Linked DNA regions of Pan troglodytes: region 1 is linked to region 2. The links are chromatin contacts, called in public Hi-C maps. All regions are on one chromosome and are shown on one strand. Each heading gives the region's core, a stretch centred on a gene start, on an enhancer-like site or on the middle of the called end of the contact. The rest is flanking DNA. Distances are from core to core; before and after follow the strand shown. Region 1 holds the start of PPP4R2 (protein phosphatase 4 regulatory subunit 2). Region 2 overlaps GXYLT2 (glucoside xylosyltransferase 2).

The links. Hi-C and Micro-C count contacts between places; a contact is called where the count stands out from the background.
Region 1: a contact with region 2 is called in a Hi-C map of blood, with 2.6 times the contacts expected there. The contact joins the promoter of PPP4R2 here to the enhancer-like site in region 2. A contact is called at or near these places in 2 of 7 Hi-C or Micro-C datasets (blood and stem cell-derived neural progenitor cells) and 1 of 1 datasets of contacts at active chromatin or transcription factors (stem cell-derived excitatory neurons).

What each region holds. Positions count from the first base shown.
Region 1 is chr2:76,990,961-76,996,856 of NHGRI_mPanTro3-v2.0_pri, reverse strand. It overlaps PPP4R2 (protein phosphatase 4 regulatory subunit 2), which reads right to left and starts at 3,083. Exons shown (of 9, transcript XM_003309888.7): 1 at 2,799-3,083; 2 at 1,712-1,793. The coding sequence starts at 2,832.
Region 2 is chr2:76,946,493-76,951,889 of NHGRI_mPanTro3-v2.0_pri, reverse strand. All of the region lies in intron 3 of GXYLT2 (glucoside xylosyltransferase 2), which reads right to left. Among named protein-coding and RNA genes, the nearest start is that of PPP4R2, 45 kb to the left of the region's middle. Within about 2 kb of position 3,474, at least 7 of the 24 cell types and tissues checked have an H3K27ac peak or open chromatin away from gene starts, as enhancers often do.

The sequences.
Region 1 (5,896 bases), core at 1,834-4,333, 45 kb before region 2:
TAATAAAATAAAAAATATTTTCCAAATTCCATTGAATATAAGAATCTAACTACACCAATCATTTCAGTACAAAACATGCTTAGTGAATACATAAACACCTAATATGGGGTGGAGGATTGGGAATTTTAAGTCCTCTTCTACCAGGATAAAATAACTGTCCAAAAAAAATCAGATAACTTCCCCAGCCACTTGGTGTTCCAGTAAGACAGGATATTAAAAAGCTATCTTTTAGAAACTTTCAATTATTTATACATTTATAGGCAATGTACTTTATCAAAAAGCGAAAGCAGTGTGTACAAACCTGATAAACTGAGTAAGACGTTTTAAGTACTCATCTCCAAATAGTTTGATATCATCTTGTATATCAAAAAACAGCCAAAAGTAAAATGCTATTTGGCTTGACATTGTTGACAGGGCTAAGTCTGTGCCGACTAGCAATTCAAGAGGAATAGTGGCAGTCTAAGCATTTATGTTTTAGGGATTAATTTATTTTTGAAAGATGGCATGTGGTCATTTTTAGGCTTATCTATATAAGCACAAATTAACAGTTTTACATTGTTCTAAATCAAGATGTTCTATATGAAACCCTAATGCAAAGGTAAAAATGACTTCCCCCCAAGAGGGTCCCATTTTTTAATGTAATAAATAGAAATACAAGATTGAACACATCACAGTGACGTTCTCAAAATGACTGGTGTATTTTAATAGAATACTAAGGAGACTCAGCTTGCAGGCATGACCATTAAATCAAGCACTGAGGCAGCAAAGGTTTTTTTCTTTCTAAAATTAGGCTAGTTGTTAAAAGGCTAGACTACAACCATAAGCAAATCTTGTGAGAAATGAACACTTGCTAATAATAAAGCCAGAGAAATTATACAATACTTGCTGAAAGCTACACTCATACTGGGCAGATAACCCACTTATTAACACTGAAACCATAGAAACCTACCCCTTTCCTGCTGCCCCAGCCCCCACCCAAAGACTACAAAAAGAAGTCATCAAAGATGCACTGTTCTCTACAAATAAACTTAGCCAGATTGTGTCTACCACACAAACTGCAAAACAATGACCTGGAATGTTCCTTCTGAACACAGCCCTAACTTTATAGTGTAAGTTTCAGATTCAGAACATTTGGAAACGAGCTTAATAAAATGCTGAGCATATGTAACAAGTCAGCTATCTTAGAAAGTCTACAAGTCAAAACTGTAGCATCTGGAATTTGTCAGATAATCACAGAGTCCTCCAGACGATAAATAGAAGTGACACTTTAAACACCTACATATGCAAATATGACCAAAAAAAGGCTGGACACACGACAATATGAGAAAATACCACCAAGACTCTGAAACAGAATCAAAGCCACAAAATTCTAGGAATAAGCCTATTTGTTATGGCCAAAAAGGGTCATAATGGAATAGGCATTCTTCCTTTCTCTGGCTCGTTAAGACTAATACATTCTCTAAGCGTGCCAAAGCCTAGCTATAAAGAAAATTTTAACATACACAAGTTTTTAAAATCCGTTACAGACCATGTATAAAGTAAGTAAGCGTATACGTTCTTTAAATGTAAATATATAAATTATTTAAATGACCAGGACTTCTACAATTTAGAATGAATTATTTAATTATCCCAAAATATACTTTTTTCCCTTTCCTGAGCAATTCTTAATAATGCACTGGTCTATAACGACAAATGCATGTTTTCAACTCACATTGTTTCTCCAGTCTTGGCTACATGACAAAGAAACTGATCCAGGACAGGACAAACTTCCTTTTTCCCCCTCTTCTCAAAATCTAGATGAAAGAAGAAAAAAAAACGTTATCAGTTTTCTCAAAAGCGCTCTAAAAACAAACTTTCCTCCTAGTCCTTTACCTTATTAAAAATCAATTAAATACAAAATTAAAAAAATAAGGCCTCTCAACCAAATTACCACCTCAATCCTCCAAGTTCTACTTCCAACATGTCACCCTCTTTACAGATAACAAGAATCCTCCTAAAGGGGGCACTCAACTTCACAAACCATTTTTAACGCAGTGCTTCTCGAAGTGTGGTCCGGGGGAACACCAGCATTATATTAAGCTGGGAATCCAGCGACAATAAAAATCCCCAGGCCCCGACTCCCACCAATTGTTCATCTAAGTCCATAAATCTGCCTTTCTAAGAAGCACCAACTACTCCAAGTTGCCGTCCCCAAATGATTGTGAATGTCAAAGAATAATTCTCAAAACGCTGAAATCTCTCTATTCGAAGTTTGTAAGCCACTGTTCTCAAGCCTGTTGCGTGGAAGGCGTGCAATCAAGAACAGTGAAGGCAACCACCTCGAAATTAGGGCGCGGAAGGATGACTTCAAAAGCCCTGAAAAAGGCATACTGAGACAACTTAAAAGTTGCGATGCCACCCCCTACCCCCGCCCCCACCAACCGTTTACTTTTTCTCCCACCCCAACGCCTAGCGTGCGGGTAGCCTGGTGGAGAAAGGAGGATGTCTGGGAGGGAGGGGTCTGCGGGTCCGCGACTCGTCCCCTGAACGGGTGGGAGAAAGACTGGGGCCCCCGCAAGAGCTTCCCCGGCTCCCCTCCCCCAGCCCAGACGCCGGCGGCCGACACAAAGCCAGAGCGGGGCGGGAGGGAGCTGCCCACAGGGCTCCCCGCCCCTGGGGAGGTGGAGGGGGATGGGAGCCCGGGAAGCACTCTCCCCACGCCGCGCCCGGCCCCGGTCCTCGGAACCATCCGCCCTGAAAGGAGAGAAGAGCGAGCCGGAGAAGGTGAGGGGGAATGAAGAGGGGGCAGCTACCCCCACCTTTCAGCGCCTCCTGGAGCCTCTCGACGTCCATGGCTTCCCGGAGTCCCTCACAGCCTCCGCCTCCCTCCGCGGGTCTCCTGGGGACCGGAACGCCTCCCCCCACCCCCCCGACGCCCTCCCCCTCCCTCGCACACACTCCGGCACGCAGGCGACCGGGGGGGGGAAACGAAGGGAGCCGGGGGAAGCGTGCGAGAGCGAGACCGACAGAGCGAGCACCTCCCCAAGCCGCTACCACCAACCCTCCAACATGGCGCCCGCTACGTCACCGCGCGCACGCTCCCTGCCGCCGTCCTCGCTCCCGCCGCGCGCTCCGGCCCGGAACCCGAGAGCGCGTGCGCGGCCGAGGCGTGACGCTGGGGCCCAGTGGCGGCTGCGTCCCGGCGGCTTGCCGAGCCTCAGCCCGAGCCTCAGCCCCAGCCCCAGCCCCAGCCCCAGGCCCAGGCTCCGCGGAGCTGAAGACTGGACGGTCAGGCGAGAGGGTTGCAGGCGGACTCCTAGGCTTTGAATCCCTGCCATTTCCTCTCTGTGTGAACTTAAGCTACTTACTTCGCCTGTCTGAGCCTCATTTTCCCCATCTGTACAGTGAGGGCACTGGTACCGATGCCCTATGCAGTTGCTGTGAGAATTCAGTGTATACACTTCACGTTCAGAATGCGCCTAAAAAACGTAGAGCGAGGCCGGGCAGGGGGCTCAGGCCGGTGATCCCAACACTTTGGGAGGGAGGCCGAGGCGAGAGGATCGCTTGAGCCCAGGAGTTCGAGACCAGTCTGGGTAACAAAATGACCCCGCTCCCGCGCCCTTCTCTATATAAAAATAAATACAGGCCCGGCGCGGTGACTCAAGCCTGTAATCCCAGCACTTTGGGAGGCTGGGGCGGGCGGAGCACCTGAAGTCAGGAGTTGAAGACCAACCTGGCCAACATGGCGAAACCCCGTCTCTACTAAAAATACAAAATGTAGTCGGGCGTGGTCGTTCGTGCCTGTAATCCCAGTTACTCGGGAGGCTGAGGCACGAGAATCGCTTGAATCCAGGAGGCGGAGGTTGCAGTGAGCCGATATCGCGCCACTGCACTCCAGCCTAGGCGACAAAGCGAGACTGTTTCAAAAAAAAAATAATAAAATTAAAAATACATACATACACTAAGCATTGCTAATAATCCTAACAAGAATACCTCCCTGCTTAACCCAACGTTCGTTCGTCACTGGCCCACCTGTGGCAAGAAGTAATGTATACAGCAAAGTCATTAAGAGCTCAAGGTTTGGAATCAATATTCAAATCCCAACTCAACTACTTACTCCTTGTGTGGCCCTGAAGTAGTTACCTAAACTCAGGCAGCTTCAGGGTTCTTATTTATAAAATGAGGGTTGTAAAACGGCCACGAGGATTGAGTGAAATGGCAAATGTGAAACATTTGGCACAGTGCGTGAAACCTGGAACACTCAACGTGGCTGGGTTTTTATTACCACTGTTATCATTATTACATGACATAATCTCCCAGGAGGTAGGAGAGGGCGGAAACCTCAGAAGTCCTCTGCAGCCCTGACATTTTACAAATGGGAAAGCTGTGTCACAGGCAGCAAGTCTGGGGAGACAGAACTAGAACCCAGAACCCAAATCATCTGGCTCCCAGCCAGTGCGTGGACATTTTTATACTCATCTGTGAGCTTTTAAAAGAAAAGGTACTGCCCGGGCACGGTGGCTCACACCTGTATTCCCAACACTTCGGGAGTCTGAGGCAGGCGGATCACCTGAGGTCAGGAGTTTGATACCAGCCAGGCCAACATGGCAAAACCCTGTCTCTGCTAAAAATACAAAAAAAAAAAAAAAAAAAAAAAAAAAAATTAGCTGGGCTTGGTGGCGGGCACCTGTAATCGCAGCTACTCGGGAGGCTGAGGCAGGAGAATCCCTTGAACCCTGGAGGCTGAGGTTGCAGTGAGCCGAGATACTCCAGCCACTGTACTCCAGCCTGGGCACGACAGAATGGGACTCCGTCTCAAAAAAAAAAAAAAAAAAAAAAAAAAAAGAGAGAGAGAGAAAGAAAAGAAAAGGTATTGCGTTGTTCCACCTCCTCTTCCCAAAACCCAGCATAGCACAAAGTCATGGAAGGAAGGAGGGGAGAGAAGGACCAAGGGAGGGAAGGAAGGTTATTGTTTGGTCTAAGAAGATGCAAGTTTGGACACAGCCTTTACACTGTTGACCCTCTTAAAAGACAGTGGGTCTGACCCTGATCCTAGGTGGTAGATGTAGGCAAAAGACATTCACACCCAAAATAGCTCTCTCAAATTGTGCCATCAGAGAACCAGTCCCCTGTGTCTTTAGACCTTCATTGTTCAGAGCATCTAGCTCAATTACAAATATCCTTGCAGAGAGAGGGAATAGGGTAGCACATCAAGCACTTGGCCAGCACTTGCCAGGCACCAGGTTTAGTTTATCCAGGTCCCTTCCAGTCTGAAAGGGCCTACTGCCTACATGGCAAAGCTTAGCCTCTCCTTCTATCTGCCACTCTACTATTCAGAAGGGTCTCTTACTGTAAGAGCTCTGCTGTACAGTAGATATTAGCCATGTGTGAATATTGAAATTTAAATTAATTAAAATTAAATAAAATTTAAAATTCAGTTCCTGAGTTCTTCAATAAAAATCCAATTCTTTTTTTCTTTTTTCTTTTTCTTTTTTTTTTTTTGAGACGGAGTCTTGCTCTGTCGTCCAGGCTGGAGTGCAGTGGCGTGATCTCAGCTCACTGCAACCTCTGCCTCCCGGGTTCAAGCAGTTCTCTGCCTCAGCCTCTCCAGTAGCTGGGATTACAGGCTCCCACCACCACACCCAGCTAATTTTTGTATTTTTAGTAGAGATGGGGTTTCACCATATTGTCCAGGCTGGTCTTGAACTCTGGACCTTGTGATCCACCCGCCTCAGCCTCCCAAAGTGCTGGGATTACAGGTGTGCGCCACCGCCCCTGGCCTAAAAATCCAATTCTTTGGTCATACCAGCCACATTTTAAGTGCTCAGTAGCTACATGTGGCTAGTGGCTCCTGTATTGGATAGTTCAGATAAAGAAAATTTCATTATTGCAAAAAGTTCTATTGGAACTTTCTGTT
Region 2 (5,397 bases), core at 2,225-4,724:
TCCTTTGACTTGAGGAATGAGTGTCGATCAAGAGGTAGAGACTTAAAAGAAGATAAATCTTGGTCTGGATTAGCCCAATTCTGGGACCCTGGACTATATTTGATAAGGGTTGAACTTACAAAAAAATAAAAACGTCAGCAAATTATTGTGGCTCTCACTTCTTCCATCTTCCAATAAGGCCACTTGCTTTTCTCTCTTAGGTTTTCCTTGGAACATCCAGTGTGGCATTAGAAAACTCGAAGTGGACAATCTCTATTTATTTACTTATTTATTTTTGAGATGGAGTCTCACTCTGTCGCCCAGGCTGGAGTGCAGTGGCCTGATCTTGGCTCACTGCAACCTGAAGTGGACAATCTCTAAAGCAGCTCATACCAAGCCTTGGGGGTAAATACTCTCCATCTTTGGATCCATTTCTTCTAGTGTTAATGGGGGGCCCTGCATCTTTTAAAATATATATAAATATATATAAATATAAATACACACACACACACACACACACACAGGCTGGGAGCAGTGGCTCACTTTGGGAGGCCAAGGCAGGCGGATCACGAGGTCAAGAGATGGAGACCATCCTGGCCAACATGGTGAAACCCCGTCTCTACTAAAAATACAAAAATTAGCTGGGCGTGGTGGTATGCGCCTGTAGTCCCACCTACTCAGGAGGCTGAGGCAGAAGAATCGCTTGAACCCGGCGGGGGGCGGAGGTTGCAGTGAACCAAGATAGCACCACTACACTCCAGCCTGGCAACAGAGCAAGACTCCATTTCAAAATTAAAAATTAAAAAAATATATAGTTTGCAGATGAGGGTCTTGCTCTGTTGTCCAGGTTGCAGTGCAGTGACATGCTCTTGGCTCACTGCACTCTCAATCTCCTGGACTCAAGTGGTCGTCCCACCTCAGCCTCCCGAGTAGCTAGGACGACAGCTACACACCACCATGCCTGGCTTTTTAAATTATTTGTGGAGACGAGGTGTTGTTATGTTGTCTGGGCTGGTCTTAAACTCCTGGACTGAAGTGATCCTCCCACCCTGGCCTCCCAAAGTGCTGGGATCACAGGTGTGAGTCACTGTGACCTGCCTAAAATGTATTTTTAGCTAAGATTTGGTCTTGGGATTAGGCAATGCAAGTCATTGGCTAGCTTTGTTTGTATATCAGCATGCGGCAACCTTTTTCCTCTAAAGGGCCAGATAGTAAATATTCCAGGCTCTGTTGCAACTCCTCAAATCTGCTGTTGTAACATGAAAGCAGCCACTGATAACAGATAAACAATGAGAGTGGGCCGGGCACAGTTTCTTCAAAACAACAGAATTTGAAGATTCTAATTTCAATCCTAGCACTTTGGGAGGCCGAGGCGGGCAGATAGCTTGAGCCCAGGAGTTCAAGACCAGCCTGGGCAAATGGTGAAACCCCACCTTTATCAAAAAGTAGAAAAATTAGCCAGGCATGGTGGCATGCGTCTATAGTCCAAGCTACTCAGGGAGCTAAGGTGGGAGGGTTGCTTGAACCTGGGAGGCAGAGGTTGCAGTGAGCCAAGATCACACCACTGCACTCCAGCCTGTGCGACAGAGACTCTGTCTCAAAATAATAATAATAATGACAATAATAATAATAAGAGAATGGCTGTGTGTCTTAATAAAAGTTTATTTCAGGACATGGAAGTTTGAATTTCATATAATTTTCAGATATCACAAAATATCCTTCTTTTGATTTTTCAACCATATGAAATGTAAAAGCCACTCCTGGCTCACAGGCTGTGGTTTGCTAACCTCTGCTTGGAGGATTCAAGCCACCTTAGGTAAATTAGTTCTCCTGTGCGAACTGCTTAGCTTTCCAGAGCTTTGCTGGGTGATTTGAGACTTCAAAGCCTTAGTAGTGGCATTATTTGCTTTGTTTTGCCATTGTTCCTCAAACTTTGGGGTAGCTTAACCAAGGAAGGATTTGAATCTTCCTGGATCCTTGGCCTAACATCATCCCAACACCATAACACTTATGGACTGAATGTCTGTGTCCCCAACGTTCATATGTTGAAGTCCTAACCCACAATGTGATGGCTTTTGGAAAGGGGCCTTTGGGAGATAATTGGGTTTAGCTGAGGTCAGAAGGATAGGGCCCTCAAGATGGGATCAGTGCCCTTATAAGAAGAGACACCAGAGAGTGCTCTCTCTCTCACTGCCATGTGAGGACAGAGGGAGAAGGTGGCCATTTGCAACCCAGGAAGAGGCTCCATCACCACAACCTGACCATGCTGACACCCTGATCTCAGACTTCCAGCCTCCAGAACCATGAGAAAATAAATTTCTGTTGTTTCAGCCACCCAGTCTTGTATTTTGTTATGGCAGCCCAAGCAGACTAGTATAACCTGCCACTGGGATCCCCAATATTTAAAATTGATGAACATGGGTGCTACATGATACAAGTATCAAAGGAATTTCAGACTTGAGTAATTCTGAAGCCCACAGAATTAGCCACAGGATTTATCTTTTGTTCTTCACCTACTAGAGGAATGGATGTTGCAAACCAATAAAATGAAATTAAAAATACTGATCATCTACCGTTTCATAAATGAAGATTATCTTAACATCCATTTTAAGAATTTGAAGATTCTAAGCCAGGCACGGTGCCTGGGAGGCTGAGGCAGGCAGATCACTTTAGGTCAGGAGCTTGAGACCAGCCTGGCCAATATGCTGAAACCCTGTCTCTACTAAAAATACAAAAATTAGCCAGGGGTTGTGGTGTGTGCCTGCAATTCAAGATACTCGAGAGGCTGAGGTACAAGAATCGCTTGAGCCCAGGAGGTGAGGGTTGCAGTGAGCCGAAATGATGACACTGCACTCCAGCCTGGGTGACAGAGTGAGACTCTGTCTCAAAAAAAAAAAAAAAAAAAAAAAGCTGGGCATGATGTCACGTGCCTGTAATTCCAGCTATTCAGGAGGCTGAGGCAGGAGAATCCCTTGAACCCGGGAGGCAGAGGTTACAGTGAGCCGAGATCGTGCCACTGCACTGTAGCCTGGGAGACAGAGTGAGTAAGACTCTGTCTCAAAAACAAACAAAACAAAACAAAAAAACAAAAAGATAAACAAAACAAAACAAAAAAACAGAATTTGAAGATTCTAATTTCAAAATTAGGAAGAATGCTGTATATTGACTGCTTCTTAAACTAAGCATTTAAAGTTTCAGCATGCTCATTTTGGTATGTAGATCATATTTCAAAGGAACACACAAAAGTAGCCCTAAGGGTACATCTCAGAGAAATGTGAGAAAACAGCACTTAAGAATCGTGAGTCTGGTATTCCTGAGTTCAAGTCTTGGCAGCCTGAGGTAATACCCTCATGACTTCAGACAAGTTCCTCAGTTTACCACCCACCCAGGTTGTTACAAGGATGCAGTGAAATGAAACCCACAAAGTACTCAGTACAGTGGCTGGCACATAGTAAGTACTCAATAGATAGTGGTTTTGTAAGAAGTCTCTGTGTTTTCGCTTTTAAAATGTCAAGTATAATTAGTTACCGTTCGCATCAATGCTCACAGCACTTCAAAACATGTGTCAACCACAAAAAGCCTTTTATGTAGTCAGAGTCAAGCAGTGCAATGAAGTTTTTGAACCTTCCTAATATGATCCACTCAGTACCTTGACTGAAAATAAGTACATCAGGACTTTTTACTCTTTATCTGAAAAAACAAAAGACCAAAAAAAAAAAAAATCACTTTTTGATAACATTGCATCTCTAGAGGCTAATTCTGCAGCAATTACTGCTGGTATTAATTTGAAGAGGATCATTGTTGGCCATGTTATAATGGGATGTGGGATATTTACCGAAAGGATATAAAATTAGCCATTCTAATTCCTTTATGGAAATTAGCCAGCACTAGCAATGAGGCCTTTGTTTTTTTAGAGTAAGGGGCGGGGTTAAAAGGCAGCACACAATAGTACTCTGTACCCGATGCTGCTGGCTATAATGTAATGGATCTTCCTGCTCCTGCCCCATGCACCACCCTAACCTGGGCACCCACCTCCAGTGAACCCTGCTCAGCCATCTGCACCAAGTGTGAGCCAAAGCCTGGCCATGGGCAGTAAGACGATCAGGGGCTCACCAGTGCACCTTCAAATTCATTTTCAATTTGTTGTAATTCTAGTCTGAATTTGACAGTATGACTTGGTGGTTAAAAGTTTTAGGTTTGAAATCTGACAACCTGCGTTCAAATTCCATTTCCACCACTAACTATGTGATCTTGAACAAGCTCTTTTGGCCCATTTTTTTTTTAGACAGGGTTTCACTCTGTCACCCAGGTTGGAGTGCAGTGGTGCAATCATAGCTCACTGAGCCTTGACCTCCTGGGCTCAAGTGTTCCTCTCATATCAGCCTCCTGTGTAGCTGGGTCCACAGGCATGAGTTACCGCGGCCAGCTAATTTTTTCTTTTCTTTTTTTGAGATGAAGTCTCGCACTGTCGCCTGGGCTGGAGTGCAATGGCGTGATCTCAGCTCACTGCAACCTCCGCCTCCTAGGTTCAAGCGATTCTCCTGCCTCAACCTCTGGAGTAGCTGGGATTACAGGTGTGTGCCACCATACCTGGCTAATTTTTGTATTTTTATTAGAGACGAGGTTTCACCATGTTGGCCAGGCTGGTCTCGAACTCCTGACCTCAAGTGATTCGCCCGCCTCAGCCTCCCAAAGTCCTGGGATTACAGGTGTAAACCACTGTGCCCAGCTGCTAATTTTTTTGTTTTTTTGTAGAGACAGGCTCTTGGTTTGTTGCCAGGTTGGTCTTGAACTCCTGGGCTCAAGTTATCCTCCTGCCTTGGCCTCCCAAAGTGCTGGGATTACAGGCATAAGCCACCATGCCTGGCCTGCTTAAGCATTCTAAGTCTCAGTTTCCTCTTCCTGTAAATGGGATTGATAACCCATTTCATAATGCTGCCAGGATGATTAAATGAGATGATGTGTGTGAAGCCCCTGGCACACACACAGCAAGGACTCAATAAATGCTATGTGATCTTATTCTCGTCCCACTCTCATGAGGGCTAGGTTTCCTGACTGACAGCCCAGGTAACCAGCAACTGGCTATAGTAGTAGTAGTAATGAAAGAATGAGGCCGGGCACTGTGGCTCACGCCTGTAGTCCCAGCACTTTGGGAGGCTAAGGCGGGCGGATCATGAGGTCAAGACATCAAGACCATCCTGGCCAACGTGGTGAGACCCCGTCTCTACTAAAAATACAAAAAAAGTTGGCTGGGCATGGTGTCACGTGCCTGTGGTCTCAACTACTCTGGAAGCTGAGGCAGGAGAATCGCCTGAACCCGGGAGGCGGAGGTTGCAGTCAGCTGAGATTGCCCCGTGGCACTCCAGCCTGGTGACGGAGCAAGACTCCATCTCAAAAAAAAAAAAAAGAAAAAGAAAG